Regions from separate parts of the Danio rerio genome. Here region 2 is linked to region 1. A link is a contact called in public Hi-C data. All regions are on one chromosome and are shown on one strand. Each heading gives the region's core, a stretch centred on a gene start, on an enhancer-like site or on the middle of the called end of the contact. The rest is flanking DNA. Distances are from core to core; before and after follow the strand shown.

Evidence for each region. A called contact is a pair of places that touch in the nucleus more often than the background predicts.
Region 2: a contact with region 1 is called in a Hi-C map of embryo, with 1.7 times the contacts expected there. The contact joins the promoter of cip2a here to the enhancer-like site in region 1. A contact is called at or near these places in 3 of 18 Hi-C or Micro-C datasets (caudal fin and embryo).

The regions. Positions count from the first base shown.
Region 1 is chr24:29,046,963-29,054,409 of GRCz12tu, forward strand. No RefSeq gene overlaps it. Among named protein-coding and RNA genes, the nearest start is that of amer2, 16 kb to the left of the region's middle. Within about 2 kb of position 4,874, at least 15 of the 62 cell types and tissues checked have an H3K27ac peak or open chromatin away from gene starts, as enhancers often do.
Region 2 is chr24:29,172,727-29,180,173 of GRCz12tu, forward strand. It overlaps cip2a (cellular inhibitor of PP2A), which reads left to right and starts at 4,622. Exons shown (of 21, transcript NM_001114421.1): 1 at 4,622-5,036; 2 at 6,850-6,997; 3 at 7,089-7,201. The coding sequence starts at 4,935.

The DNA.
Region 1 (7,447 bases), core at 3,624-6,123:
GTGAATAATAGCTTGTCTGTGGTGGTGCGAGTCAGCAAAAGTGGGACATCAGCTAAAATGACACAAATGTACTTTTTGGTGTACTGCTGTATTAAAGCAAATGATGATAAGCAATTGTGGGGTATCTTGAAATGTTGTAATAAACAAAATGTCGTTTAGGGACGGTATGCCGTTCCTTTTTGTGCTTAACCGGCTGACTGCCTTCCCGCTGTTACCAGTTTGTCCAGGTGTACTTCAGCAGACTTGAGACGCAGAAAGGAGTTAACCACAATGACAGTGTTCGGGTATGGTAAGGAACGGTTCTTAGAAAGCGGGTAAGACTAAAACCAAAAAATAAAATAAACCAGTAAATAAGGGTGAAAATGTGGTAAAATCTGAAACACATGGTAAAAATGAGGCGAGGGGTTTTCTTTTTCTTGATGGCTTTTTAAAACCAGTTGGGTTTATGGAAGGAGGTGAGTGGGTCAATTGGTGCTTATGAAAACACTAGTGGTTGGGTTAGGGAAGGAGGGTTGGTTGGTCAGTCATTCAGTCAACAGCGACCTCTGGTTGGTTTACTGAAGAACAGCATCTGCGAATGGCACTCACGAGAGAAATTTGAGATCTCAAAAAGAGTACACAGTGGTGTCTAGTGGATTTGCGAAAACAAAAACTGAAAAAAAGTAGCTCCTGGTACGTATATGTCGCTCTCCAGAAATGTATATGAAGGTATGATTTTCGAAATGAGCCTGGGTTTCAGTTAAAAGCAAATTTACTTTTAATGCACCAACTAGGCAAAATGTGTGTCATTACGTTACCGGTTTACCACCTTGCTTCAAAAGCAATAGCTGCAAGCTTGAAGTTGAGGAGAAAAGCCTCCTGAGGTGGGTAAATGCAAAAACAAATATCCATCTGATCAATATGCTATCAATTAGCCTCATCTGTTTTGTCAACTTAATGTTGTTACATCCCTCATTCTGGACAAAGAGAGTGAAAGGCCATGGAAATAATGAAAGGGCAAACGATTCATCTCTAACCTGATTGTGCTGAACCGTCACTTTACAGGCACCATCGCGGGCATTAATGTGATGGTCCTTTGACAAAAGAACCCTCGGTGGTGTCGCTGAAGGATCCCTGTCACGGTTCAATGAATATAAATGAACCGTGGCACAGTAATTCACTCACAATTGGTTAGCAATGTATTTCCTTTCACTGACACTGACGTGGAGTCTCAAGGTCACATGAGCTCGAGAAACAAAAGTTGTATGGCATACATAAATCTAATGTACTTACAGCTGTGGACAAAACATTACTTTTCCTGCATTTGTAACAATTGTTTTTCATTTTCTGCAGGCAGGAAAAAATCACTATGTGCCTGATGTTTTTAATTGTCATCAGGGACACTTTCATATGAGGAAATAAATCAGATTTGTTTTAACGCATCGTGAGTATAAACACATTACAATATTTGCATTTTCATGATACAAGTGTGGCGACACAGTGGCGTAGCCGCGCAGTATGTAGTGCTGTCGCCTCACAGCAAGAAGGTCGCTGGGTCACAGGTTCTGGGTCAGTTGGTGTTTCTTTGTTGAGTTTGCATGTTCTCCCTGCATTCGTGTGGATTTCCTATGGGTGCTTCGGTTTCCCCCACAGTCCAAAGACATTCGGATCAGGTGAATTGGGTAGGCTAAATTGTCTGTAGTGTATGCGTGTGTGTGTGTGTGAATGAGTGTGTGTGGATGTTTCCCACAGATGGGTTGCAGCTGGAAGGGCATCCGCTGCGTAAAAATGTGCTGGATAAGTAGCAACCTGGGATTTATAGATGGACTAAGCCGAAAAGAAAATGAATGAATGAATGATACAAATGTGTTTGTATGTTGAATACCAAGTTTGCCTAGTTACCTGCATATAACGAACCCTTTGAGACACAGAGACATAATTTTAGTTATTTCAAACCCAGAGAAAATAGCGTATGCAATATCTACATGAGGCTTGGTGGTACAATTTATCAGCCATTCAAGTTCTGTATGCAGTCTCCAATATAGAATAATTATTACCTGCTATGAGTATTCACTTATTCTCTCTGGTCACTGGTCAGATACAGGCATTAATACCTTAAAGAATATTTATAATGAGAAAGTACTAAGAATATTCCATGACTTACAGTTTTGTTTTAATATACCTATTTTACAGACATTGTTTAACTACAGCAATCCACTGTCTTGACAGAATTTCAATCATTTTTATTGGAAAAATATACATGATCACTTGATCTATATTATTAAAACCTAAGTTTTTTAATATAATGATGTAGAAGAAACAATTAAGATTTCTTTTGTTACAGGTAACAACAAACCTTTTTTGTTTTGTATTTAATCTGTTCTACAATAATTTTTATTAGAATAGATTTTTATTAGATTTTTCAGTACTTCTCTGACATTATGTAAATAGTTTTTCTCTTTTATACTTATACTTACAGGTTTCAGTATACATATATAATCATATATTTATATGCTTGTATGTTTTCCCCACTTTCTGTGTAACGAAGAGAATATTTTTTCAACACATAATAGTTTTAATAATTCATTTCTAATAACTTATTTATTTTATCTTTGCCATAGTGACAGTAAATAATATTTGACTAGATATTTTTCAAGACACTTCTATACAGCTTAAAGTGACATTTAAAGGCTTAACCAGGTTAATTAACCAGGCAGGATAGTGTATAGGCAAGTTATTGTATAAAATGGTTTGTTCTGTAGACTGTTGAAAAGAAAGCTTATAGGGGCTCATAATTTTGACCTTAAAATGGTGTTTAAAAGATTAATAACTGCTTTTATTCTAGCCGAAATAAAACAAATAAGACTTTCTCCAGAAGAAAAAATATTATCAGACATACAGTGAAAATTCCCTTGCTCTGTTAAACATCATTTGAGAAATATATAAGGGGGGGCTAATAATTCTGACTTCACCTATATAATTTGTGCTTTTTTGTTTTGTTTTATATTGTTCTTAACCATGCTATATAAATTGAACCAAGTTGAGGAATTCTGTTATTATCATTGTTATTAACCCTGTTTGCTAAAAACAAAATAAAGTTTAGTTAAAAAAAATCCCCAGAGAAAACAAAAAGAAAAAAAAATAGTGTTAGGAAAATGCTAACTTATGCTAATTACAGCGTTTTTGTGACTGGAGCAATATACCCAATCATAGTCTTTTTGTTGATTTCTTGAACGCAATAGCCAATCAGAGCTGTTCAGAAAAAGTCCAAATCCAATCTCCGCTCAAAACGTGCTGAGTAAATGGTTCATATATGAAAAGTTTACTTAAGGTATGTGAAATTTGGAAAGCTTTAACAAAACTTGTGTAACTTAAAAACGTTATGCCGCGGAACAGAGTCGAACACAGCAAAGCCAGGTAATTCACGCACGTTATTTATCTCAATGTATTAACTTTGTTGATAAAGGCCTAGACGTTTTAGATGTAGAAACGACGGTTTAGGATGTAATGCTAGACGTTTAGACACATGAGCGTTTGATGACAAACAAACCAAATGTATTATGAAATGAAAGGACAACAGTATAAATGCCTGTTTAGTTTAGCAGCAGTGTGTAATGGATATTTAAAAATCATGTGAACAGTCGCCAAATAAAAATCATATCATAAAAACAAAATCTAAATTTTATACCTTTTTTATACTAAATTTTATACTTAGATGTTGTAGCAATGCCTGTGCAACCTTGCATTTTTTAAAGGCAACATCGCCGCTATTGTTACAACGTAGAAATGAAAGATGTGAGAAGGCTGTAGCAACGTTGTCGTAACAATCAGCAACTGTGAGACGACGTTCTTACTACATGTATTAATGTTTGTTTCCTGGCAGTTTAACAATACTGCCTGAATACAGGATAAGCAGTAATACCTTTCCAGTACTGCTTAATATTAAATTCATTCATTTTTTCTTTTAATACAACAACTTCATGTGCAAACTTTGAAGTGTAAAAATGCCCCACAAATGTATATAATCAATCTTTTTTATTATATATTTCACAACATTAAATACATGCAGTACACATCTAATTATAAGCAAACAGTATAAAATAATGTTTAGATTATATTAATAATTAAATAATTAAACTTAAAGCGTAGGTTAAATTAAAAAGTCAGTTAAGAATGTAAAGTAAACTAACAAGAAAAGTAAACAAGAAAGCAAATTAAAACGCAGACACTTGGCATCAAAGCTCTGAAGAATAACAAATCGGGTAGCGCAGCCGAAGACCAGGTGTAGTTGTTGGTATGGAGAATGCAGTCAAAGAAAGAAAGAAATCCAACAGAGAATCCAATTCAGATATGGATCCACAGCAGCCACACGTCAAAAAAGATCAGAGCTTAACACAACAGGACCACACAAATGACCACTGATATCTCATTTAGCAAAAAGAAATAAAGCAATACTTGCGTCTCCTATCGTTGAATGAGATGCCAAAATGTGAAATTTAAACTGATTTACTGACGAGTAAATGTTGTACAGTGCTCGTCCATGCAGCCTAAGCACAACCTAAAGCAATGCCCATTTAAATGGCAACATTATGACATTATTGTGACAACCTTCAGCAACAAAGTAGATCCTTAATCTTTTTACAAGGTTGGTACAGCGTTGTAGGAAGGTCGCTACGTTGAGACAACGTTGTGTGTTTGTTGGAAAGTAATTTATGCATGCATATGTCTAAACAGACATACTGTTGTCATTTGTGCTTAATCACTATCTCTACAGAAAAAAGCCACTCAGCAGACAGCAATCAAACACAATCATGGTCCCGGACAGGACAGGACAGGGAAGCGCTTATCTGACACTGCAGCTGGATACCAGCTGGGCCCCCCGCAATGTATGTGGACCACCATGAATACACAAAAAAAAATGAAGGTGGGGCTAAATTGCACTCTTTCTACACACTAATTGTAGACCCTCCCCCCAAAAACGTCTGCCTCGCGCACAAAAGCTTGAGGTCAAGTTCACTTACAGATAAACTCCCTGAAGTTAGTCTACATGATTTGTTTGGAGCAAAGAGCACAAAAGAGCAGCTGTGAAGCCTCTGACATTAAGTGATTACCAAGCGCAAGTCTCTAACCTGTACTTTCACCAGCTAAAGCGTAATTTGCCTTCTGTCATTACCATGGACTGTAAAAGGTTCATTACCTAAAAAAAGCCAGATTAAATATTTATGATCTACGTGAAAGTCAGAAGCTCAGCACTGATGTTACTCAGAGCTCATGATCTTGTCTGTATACATCCTAAGGCTAAAACATATTCAAATAAGCATGCAAATGAGTATTCTTTGCTCACTTAGAGTATATCCACATGACACAGATATACTAAAAACAGAAACCTGCACCCTGAAACAGGTTTTAAAATGGATTTTATAGCACTAAAATGCCATTTTCTTGTATATTTATGACCAAAATGTATTTAAAAAGTATTTAAAAAAATTTATTTAAAAAATGTATTTAAAAACTGCACTGCAGTTTTACAAACAACGTCATGTAAATGCCCCTTAGTGTATGTTCCTAGCTGTGTCTGAAATCCCGCTCAGACCATAAAAGATGCTGTTGATTTTTTTCTTTCTGCTTCCATACAATATTAGAGCAGATTTTAGCTGAAACTGGGGCTCTTGGTGAATCATGTAATACAAGTCAGTGGCTACTAGTATTTAAAAAAAAACACATATACAGGTGAAACAAAAGTAATACCAGTAGCTCCTAATGATATATTGGGATCGTTCGGCTAAGAAAGTGATCATTATTTAAAACATTATTAGTACCTGTAATCTACAGCTTCTTATTCTTAGTGGTGATTTAAGAACCTTTTATTGTGTGCTATTCACCTTTTATGATTCAGCTAACTAGCTGCTAACTTAAACTTAAAATGGTTTGAAGAGCAGTCCTATTTTAACATTTAATTACATCATTTTTATGTCTATGGAGAGCTTTACTTTGGGCCTAATGCTATGCAGATTGGGGTCTAAATTCATGTGGAAAGCGAACTCCCTCTGGATCAAGCCCTAAAGAAAATGACTTGTTATTATGTGTATTCCCTAAGGACGAGTGTCACTGCATAAGTGCTTTTGAGTCAGAATCTCTCCAGCATCAATTATCCTTTTAATAGATGGGACAGTACTTGACAAGATGAGGTCCAGTTCCTCCTTCTCCCAACTAATATGAGGATACATTCAATATATCAAATTAATCATTCACCCAAATTGAAAATTTCCTGGTAATTTAAATTCCAAGATAGTTCTTCAGTGGAACATTTTAAAAAGATTTTAGTTAAAGTCCCTGCAAAGTTTTTTAGATCAGTATGTTAGACTTCCAATTCCAATAACTTTATTATCCATATTATCATATATAAACAATACAAGAAATGCACAAAACACCAGGACCACAATATACAACCCAGGGTCATTCTGAAAATGTACCTCTATATACATTTCTAGAGACTGAAAATACGTTCCAGGAGCTACCTTTTTTTGCAGTTTTTGTTTTTACGAATCGACTAGAGGCCGCTGTGATCTTAAATTTTTCTTGTGAGTGCCATTCGCGCCTGTGAATATCCACTATAGGCCGCTGTCGACTGACTGATTGATTGAATGACTGACTGACCAATCGACTGACTTACCCTCCTCCTTCCTTAAACCCAACCAATTGTATTGATTGACCCACCCACTGAATTCCCTAAACCCAACCAATAATTTTCTAAAGCAGTCCAGAAAAAGAAAAGCCTGATTTTTACCACATTTTCATATTTTCCCACATTCTCACTGTTATTTACTTGTTTATTTTATTTTTTGGCTTCTTCCCTGATTTCTGGTACCATTCTTCACCAGACTCAAACCTCGTTGTCCTGGTCAACTGCTCTCTGCATCTCAAGTCCATCGATGTACATGCCGAGATAACTGGACAAACTGGTAACAGTGGGAAAGCCATCCATACGGAAGTAGACGATCAGCTGGTAAGTGCGAAAGGGAACAGCATCATACCACCCCGTAGCATTCATTTTAAAAATGAAATGCAGACATACATAGTTCTGGCTACATAATTCGGCATCTCCAAAAACGTATATAGAGCACTGTTTTCAGAATGAGCCTATGTTGACACTATAGCACTTAATAATAAATATCAGACTTAAAACACAAATTCCTGTTTGTCCTTGTTTAAAATATTAATCGCAGTAGGAGCGAAAAAGTTACTATATGTTATTTTTCTTGCCAGTGCTGTTCTAAAACGACAGTCTGATGGAAGAACCCAGAAAAAACAACTTAATGGATGAGAAGGATCAGAAACAATAGAAACTACTTTGCTCTTTACAGTAGAATTGTATAAATCTACAAGTTGAGTCTGTGGGTATCCAGTAATGTTAGATGCCTGCTTGATTACTCTTGAAAGTTTTTTTTTTGTTTCCAGCTGAAAGAAG
Region 2 (7,447 bases), core at 3,372-5,871, 130 kb after region 1:
TTATGCATGCAAACTAGATTTAGCTATTATACTATATAGAACTCCATATATATAGGGCAGAATTTTTTTTGCACATGCGTATCTAGAGTCAGCGGTAAAAATGGCACATTTTACCTCTTCCCAAAAGGTAAAACCACCAACAATCAAGAACGCATGAGTATATGGTGTCATGGCTTTGCAATCTAAAAAATGTCATAATAATGGAAGTCAATTGGGCAAAAACAGCCACAAACATAGCAAAAGCGGAGTCTATCTGAACAATTCACAAGAGTTAACCAAGAAGTAAAAGAAAAGAAAGAAAAGACAGTCCATCATGTTAAGGGTCAGACCGAATCTGTGGACATTTTTTGCTATTTCTGCACAGAATTGTGTTAAAAATCTGCGGATTTATGCTGAATTATTTTAGGAGTATCATAACTAAAACTTTATTATATTGATTAAAAAGTAATACAGTTTAACTTGTATTTAATGTTTACATTGCAAATCCAATTATATCCTCTTTATTTGGTAAACAAAGCATATATTCATATAATCTCTACTAAAAGACAGAAAATATTACTGTACAAACTGTATTGTAAATAACTCATATGAATATTTTCACATTAGTCAATAATATTATTGTAAATAATTTAAAAACTGAATAAATATTGATTTACAAACATTTACACAAGTAAATAAACAGAATCAATGATGGGCTAAGAATCTGTGAAATTCTGCACACGTAGTTTCTTTGTGGGCCTGGTCATGTTGTCAGTATAAAAGTGTACTCTTGAGGGGTGTTCTGATGTAAACTGTTGCTAATTTATTTTTTTATTTATTTGCTGTTTGTACTGTAATTTGTTGCCAGATCATGTCATTGTGATACAGAAAGAAAAAGACAGCCCTACATAGGACAAAGAAAAAACAATAAAAGTAGAAATGTGAACATTGTGAAGGGACAATCTCCCTTCAGATGCACCTCACCTTCACTAGACAAAGTCAAGATTGACCTGGGAGCAATTTACCAATTATAGATTTAGAAAAAAAGTCTAATGGAAATGTATAGAAAAGTGAGTTATGACTAAATATTGACAACTTGTTCAGCTTCTTATATAAGTTGAAGTTATATATATATATATATAACTTGACATTAACTTTTTTTCTCACCACCCACTGGTCATTTGCAAAAGACAAAATTTTATTGTTGGAAAATGTATTTTATATAATTACATTTGACTTTTGCATGCTAAAAGTACTTGAGTAAAAGAAAAGTTACTTGATTTGGGTCATTTAAATAACTCTGACTACCAATATCATGATATAGATAACTGCTGTATCAACCTAAAACCTACAGTAGTTTGACATAAAACCAAAACAAAACCCATTCTTGTCTTAGGACATTTTATATTAAGCAAATGTATTTGCTGTTTGTTTGAATAAAAGTAAGTTCACAACATGTTTATTATATAGTATAATCTAATGGTTTTAAACATACAGAATAATAATAAATACAGTTATGTAACAACCATTACATTACCACTATGTCTTTAAACATATTTGATTAACTTTTTATTACCTACACCAAATGTTGACTAATGAAGGTACATTTATAACAACTATTTTTTTTAGACTACTTTATTGTCAAACCATATTGCATACAAATGCATTCACCAGACTTATATGACAGTGTATTGCTGTAGAGGACAAAAAAAAAAAAACACGAGACAGGTGTTTAGATAGAGCATAGTTTATTTTGTTTGACCTGCAAACTTATCTAAACAGGATAAACTTTCAGAAAACAGCACGGAAACATTATAATGCGCGCTCATGAATATAACCCGTGGTTGTCTTCAACAGTTGTTTTCAATAGTCCTTCTTTGCTTAACAACTCTGCTAAAAAACAAAGCAAAACATTACAACAGCCAGACATACAGTTAAATCATTACAGTTACCATGGTTTCTATTTTAAGCTATAGTAAACTAAAGTTTGAAACTATAGTTTAAAATAGATGATGAATGGGCCTCGCTGCTCCCACCCACAATAATCCTCGCAGCAGGGTCCCACTACCGGCCTCCCGTGTTTTCCTGAGGGTCCTCACGGATTGCATTGATCCCTGCCTAGGGTTCACAAGCCGCCTCACCCCAGGGAGTGCACGAGCTAACCGGGCACCAGTCCGTGCCAGTGTTCACTGGACGTTGCTCCGCGGCACATTTCGAGCAACAAACACATAATATTCTTCGCGATATTGCGTTTATGTACGCAAACTGCAAGGAACTACAGCACAGACCGGCCCGAGTGAAGCTTCACAAAGCGGACTTCGTGAGATTGGCGTGGCTCCACTCGTCCCGTCAGGTATTGAACTCACCTTGGTCAAGTACAAACAGCAACACCGAGCGAACTGACAACACTGACGCCCTATTCACACGGGGCGTCAGCGTCAACGCTTCCCATTCACTTTGAATGGGTGACGTCAGGCGTTGCCGAACTGCATTGTGGATCCGTCGGCGCCGCTTCAGGAGCGTTCCTCGCTGCAGAAGTTGGGACCAGCTCAACTTTTCAAGCGCCGACGGAAGCGTCAGCCAATCAGATCGCTGTATGCAAATACACCAGCTCAGACAGTGGCCTATTGCTGACTGAATTTCATTGGCTGACGCTTCTATGACGATCGTTTCAGCTCCAACTTCAGACACGCCTTCAGTCAAGCGTTGACGCTGAAGCCCCGTGTGAATAGGGCGTGAGAGAGAACCGACGAGCTTTATAGGAATGCAGATGCAAATGTTTACAATACGTCTCTGCTGTGAGTCTTGTTGTCATGGTGAGCGCTGAAAAGAGCACATCTCATTGGAGCACACGGGCTCGGGAATTTCCGTCACGGCGAGTTGCGGTCGGCTGTGGACAAAAACATATTAAATATATTGAATATTTTTACATTTTTGGTTCTGTGTAATATTCTGGGATGCCGTACAATATGGAGACAGATGAATATAATTAAAGACAGATGCGGGACATTAGAACAGAAAGTGAGCCCGGCTAGGACACATCGCTCTAACGCCTAGTGGTGGTAAGCTTCTTCTTATCCAAGATCGCCATCTAGCGGTCACATAACCTATAGCATGTTACTTGCTGCTAACCACCCCCCGCGGCCAAAAGGTCCAGCATTTGTCCTTTTAATTATTTTATGTAATTTAATATTATATAATATGTGTATTATACAATTAATATAATATATTTATATTCAATATATATTCCCGTCACGTCTGTATTTATAGGGCTGTTTGCTCACTTCATTCGTTTTATTCTGATCAGATTTCCGATCGCTCAAACCACTTTAGTAGGTGATCTGGGATGCATTTCAGATAAAACTGAACAGGTCTAATCATTTTTTAGACAAAATTCATATAAATAAATTAAATTATGACCTGGAGAAAATCTGACCTGCGCCTGAAACACCTTGTAGGTGCACTTTTACAGCCACGATTCTATTAAAAACATGGTTACTATAAGCATAAAGCATGTTCTAACTCTTCAAGCTTTTAGCCAAGGGGTTCGGAAGACCCCTCACTGGCAAAGGTCCAGAATTTGTCCCATACATGAGCTCATTTGTCCTATTTTGACTGCTATGCCATCATAAGTAATGAAAATAATCCATTGAGATCAGACAGAGTCCTCTGTCGGCTGTTACTTTGGTGGGACTATAATCTGATGTAAGGGTCTTCGTTCACTACTTGTTTTTAAACAGAGAAAACATTTTACAGGTAACTTTAATTCTAAATCTGGGATCTTATTTCTGAAAAAAGAGCAATAAAAAGGTGTGAAGCACCAGAAGTTGACCATATTAAATTAATTTGGAAATATTTTGGCTGTTGTTGATATCCAGGAATTTTCAAATGTACTGTTTTTTTTTTTTTTTTACCAGAGAGACTAGAAAATTCAGAAGAATTGATTATAATTGTTTTATTTTTATAATTATTATTTTGTCTAATAAATGATAGTGGGCTACATTTTATTTTACTTTAAAACTTTAACAGATTCCTATTTTTTTTCCTAATGATATATGATGTCCGAAATTTGTATTTTAAAAATTAGTCTTAATTTTTTTATTGCAATTTTTTAGGAAATATATTTAGTAAATCAAAAAGTGTGGTTGTGATGACGTCTGACTAATTAATCCAGCAAAAAAAAAAACACTAAAATGCAGTATTTAAATCTCATAGTTAACTAGAAACTGAGACGTATAACTGCACAAAAGGTCCACTTTTTGAGAAAAAAACAACCACCCCTTTCACCAGGCTGGCTACGGGCCTGCATTTATCGCGAGAGCGAGCTTGTTTATACCACGTTGACGTGCTTACGTCAGGGCTACGAGGGCGTCGCATTACGCTGGTTTACAAACCATGCTTCTAAAATGAGGGGGTTCTATTTTCCTAAGTATACAACATTTTAAATCAAATTAACATAAATTAAAGAACATAATCCCACTAATTTATTTATTAAGTTATGTTTTGCTTGATGAAACGCTTAACACTATATTTACCAGGGAAATAAATAAACATTTGTAAATGTTGACCACATCTCCCCACTTCTTCTTGGTAATAAACTCTTCCGGCGAATTCGAAGTGCTCGCGGGAGGAAGTTGCTGTTGTTATGAACTAGTGGGGAACCTTTTTTAATAAACTTAACTTTTTTTAGTTCAAACTGCCTTTAATAAAACCTAGGATATATACTTTTAGTACATAAGTCACATTAATACTTTTGTACGGGAGTTAATACGACATATCCGTTATTTTATCTCACTAACGTCGTCTTTTAACGTTACTATAGCTAGCATAGCCTACTACTGTATGGTTACCAACTCTAAGTTACTTTGAAGCAATTTAGATAGTTACCCTAATAAGTGTCATTGTTATTAAATATTTATTTTGAAGGCCGATATTGACCGTACTTGCGTGTAAAGATGGATGTATCGACCTGTTTGAAGTCTCTGCTGTTGGCCATTCGACAGTACAGAAATAACAGAAGCGCTTTAAACGCATCACAGCTGCAGAAACACATTGAAGTGAGTGAAAACCTTTTTAAAATTGTTTTACTGTGTGTAAACTTAATTTGCATTATCATTTAGTCAGCTTCCTGTTGGTTCAACCTTATGACTTGTTTAGGGGAAACACAAAAGGAAATATTAGGGAATGATTGTCAATGCACTTTCATGTCATTTACATACTAAAGAAATAAAAGGTGGCTGAAACTCATTGTTATCTCTTTTAGTGTTTTGAAAAGGACATAAGCTTTTACTTAATGTATTTTACTTGTAGTTATGATCAAAGAATGTGTTTTCAAAGGTTTAAATTAGGGCTTCATGATATTGGAAAAAAAAACTGACATTGCTATATTTTCATTCACTGCGATATACACTCCCTGGCCACTTTATTAGGTACACCTTACAAGTACCGGGTTAGACCCCCTTTTACCTTCAGAACTGCCTTAATCATTTGTGGCATAGATTCAACAAGGTCCCCCATTCCACCACATCCCTAAGGTGCTCTATTGGATTGAATACTGGTGATTGTGGAGGCCATTTGAGTACAGTGAACTCATTGTCATGTTCAAGAAACCATTCTGAGATGATTTGCGCTTTATGACGTTGCGTTATTCTGCTGGAAGTAGCCATCAAAAGATGGGTACACTGTGGTCATAAAGGGTTGGACATGGTCAGCAACAATTCTCAGGTAGGCTGTGGCATTGACACAATGTTCAATTGGTACTAATTGGCCCAAAGTGTGCCAAGAAAAGATCCCTCACTCTATTACACCACCACCACCAGCCTGAACCGCATGATACAAGGCAGAATGCTTTCATGTTGTTGCTGCCATGCGATAATTAGATATTTGATTAGAAATTTGCATTAACAAGCAGTTGAACAGGTGTACCCAATAAAGTGGCCAGTGAGTGTACATTGTGATTTGAATAACTTGTAAAAAAATGCATCATTTTTGATTGATTGGAATGATTCTCTAGGGGAGCTGATCTGCATGAAATACCATTTAAATAAACAAACAAGCAAAGTTGAGTACAACAGAGGAAATATGCATTTGTTATTTTGAAAATTATGATTTTCTTGGGAGTCAAAATGTATTCTAAAGCAGAAATTTAATACTCACCGTATAATAATAATAATAATAATAATATTAAAAAGATTCATTTTAATTGAGTAATCTTAATCTTTAAGCTACAAACATTACGTTTTTTGTGCCCAAATGGCTTAAATTTGCTTTAAATTCTTACAGTCAGGTCTTAAAAACACATGCAAGTAAAAAAAACTTTCACTCAAAGGTTAAAATATGAAATTACACCACTATGCTGTTAACTGGTCAACTATAATATTAACCACATTGTGACTGTGACTATTGTAGACTCTCACATTGCAGTATCAGTGTTAAAACGATATATGCAGCCCTAGTTTAAATGCATAAAATAAAATTTAAGGTATTTATATGTTTTGACAAATAAATATGCAAATTGTAATATAAAAGATTATAAATATAATTTCACAATAGAAATATATATAATGAAATATATAGTGTTTATTCTCCTCATTTTATTAATTGCATTGGTTTCAAGTCACTAGAATTAGTACAAATTTAAATGTTAACATATTTTAATTCACATCTATGTAATTTTTTATATATTCCACCTGATAGCAATAGGTAAAAAATCTTTATGCAAATTTTATTCTGTAACACAGAAAAAAAATTTAAGGTTTAATTGTTAAATACTTCAACCCAGTGTGGTGTAATAAAAGTTATAATATAGTTGACTAAACAAAGTTTAATGTTAAACTGATGTTTTATTGTTATTTTTGTTTCGTTCTGCAGGACATTTCTGGGCTGAAATGTGCTGGAGTGCTGTTCTCGGGTCAGGTACTGCCCAGCGAGTGTCTCAGTGGACTCATGGAAGTAGCAGGAGACATCAACACCAGTCACGCACTGACCGGGACCATTATATCCCTGCTGGCACAATTTGGTATTAAACATTTTAACATACTTATATGGCCGGTGTATAGTCTCAAACACATACTTTATCAATGCGTGTACATGTCTTAATGCCCCAACAGCTTCTGATGGTGAGACCAAAGAGGCTCTTCACAGCAGCTACAACTTCACTGGAACTCTAGCAGCTATAATTCACTGCAACAGAAGCACACCAGAAGAGCCTCTTGTGCTGCAGGTGAGAATGAAAGAGCTTTTTAAAACTTATGTTTGCATCTTGTCATTTATGCGTGTTAATGTGCAAATTTCTATATGTGGTCAGGATCGTTTATTGAAAGGTGTTTGATGTGACTTTGCTGTTTTTGGTCTACAGTTGGTTAAATTTATAAGATGCTTTTCAAATAAGTTTCTTATGCGTAACAATATTGCATTGATTTTATCTGAAATGCTGTAAAATAGTATTATATTATTTAGGGATGCTCCA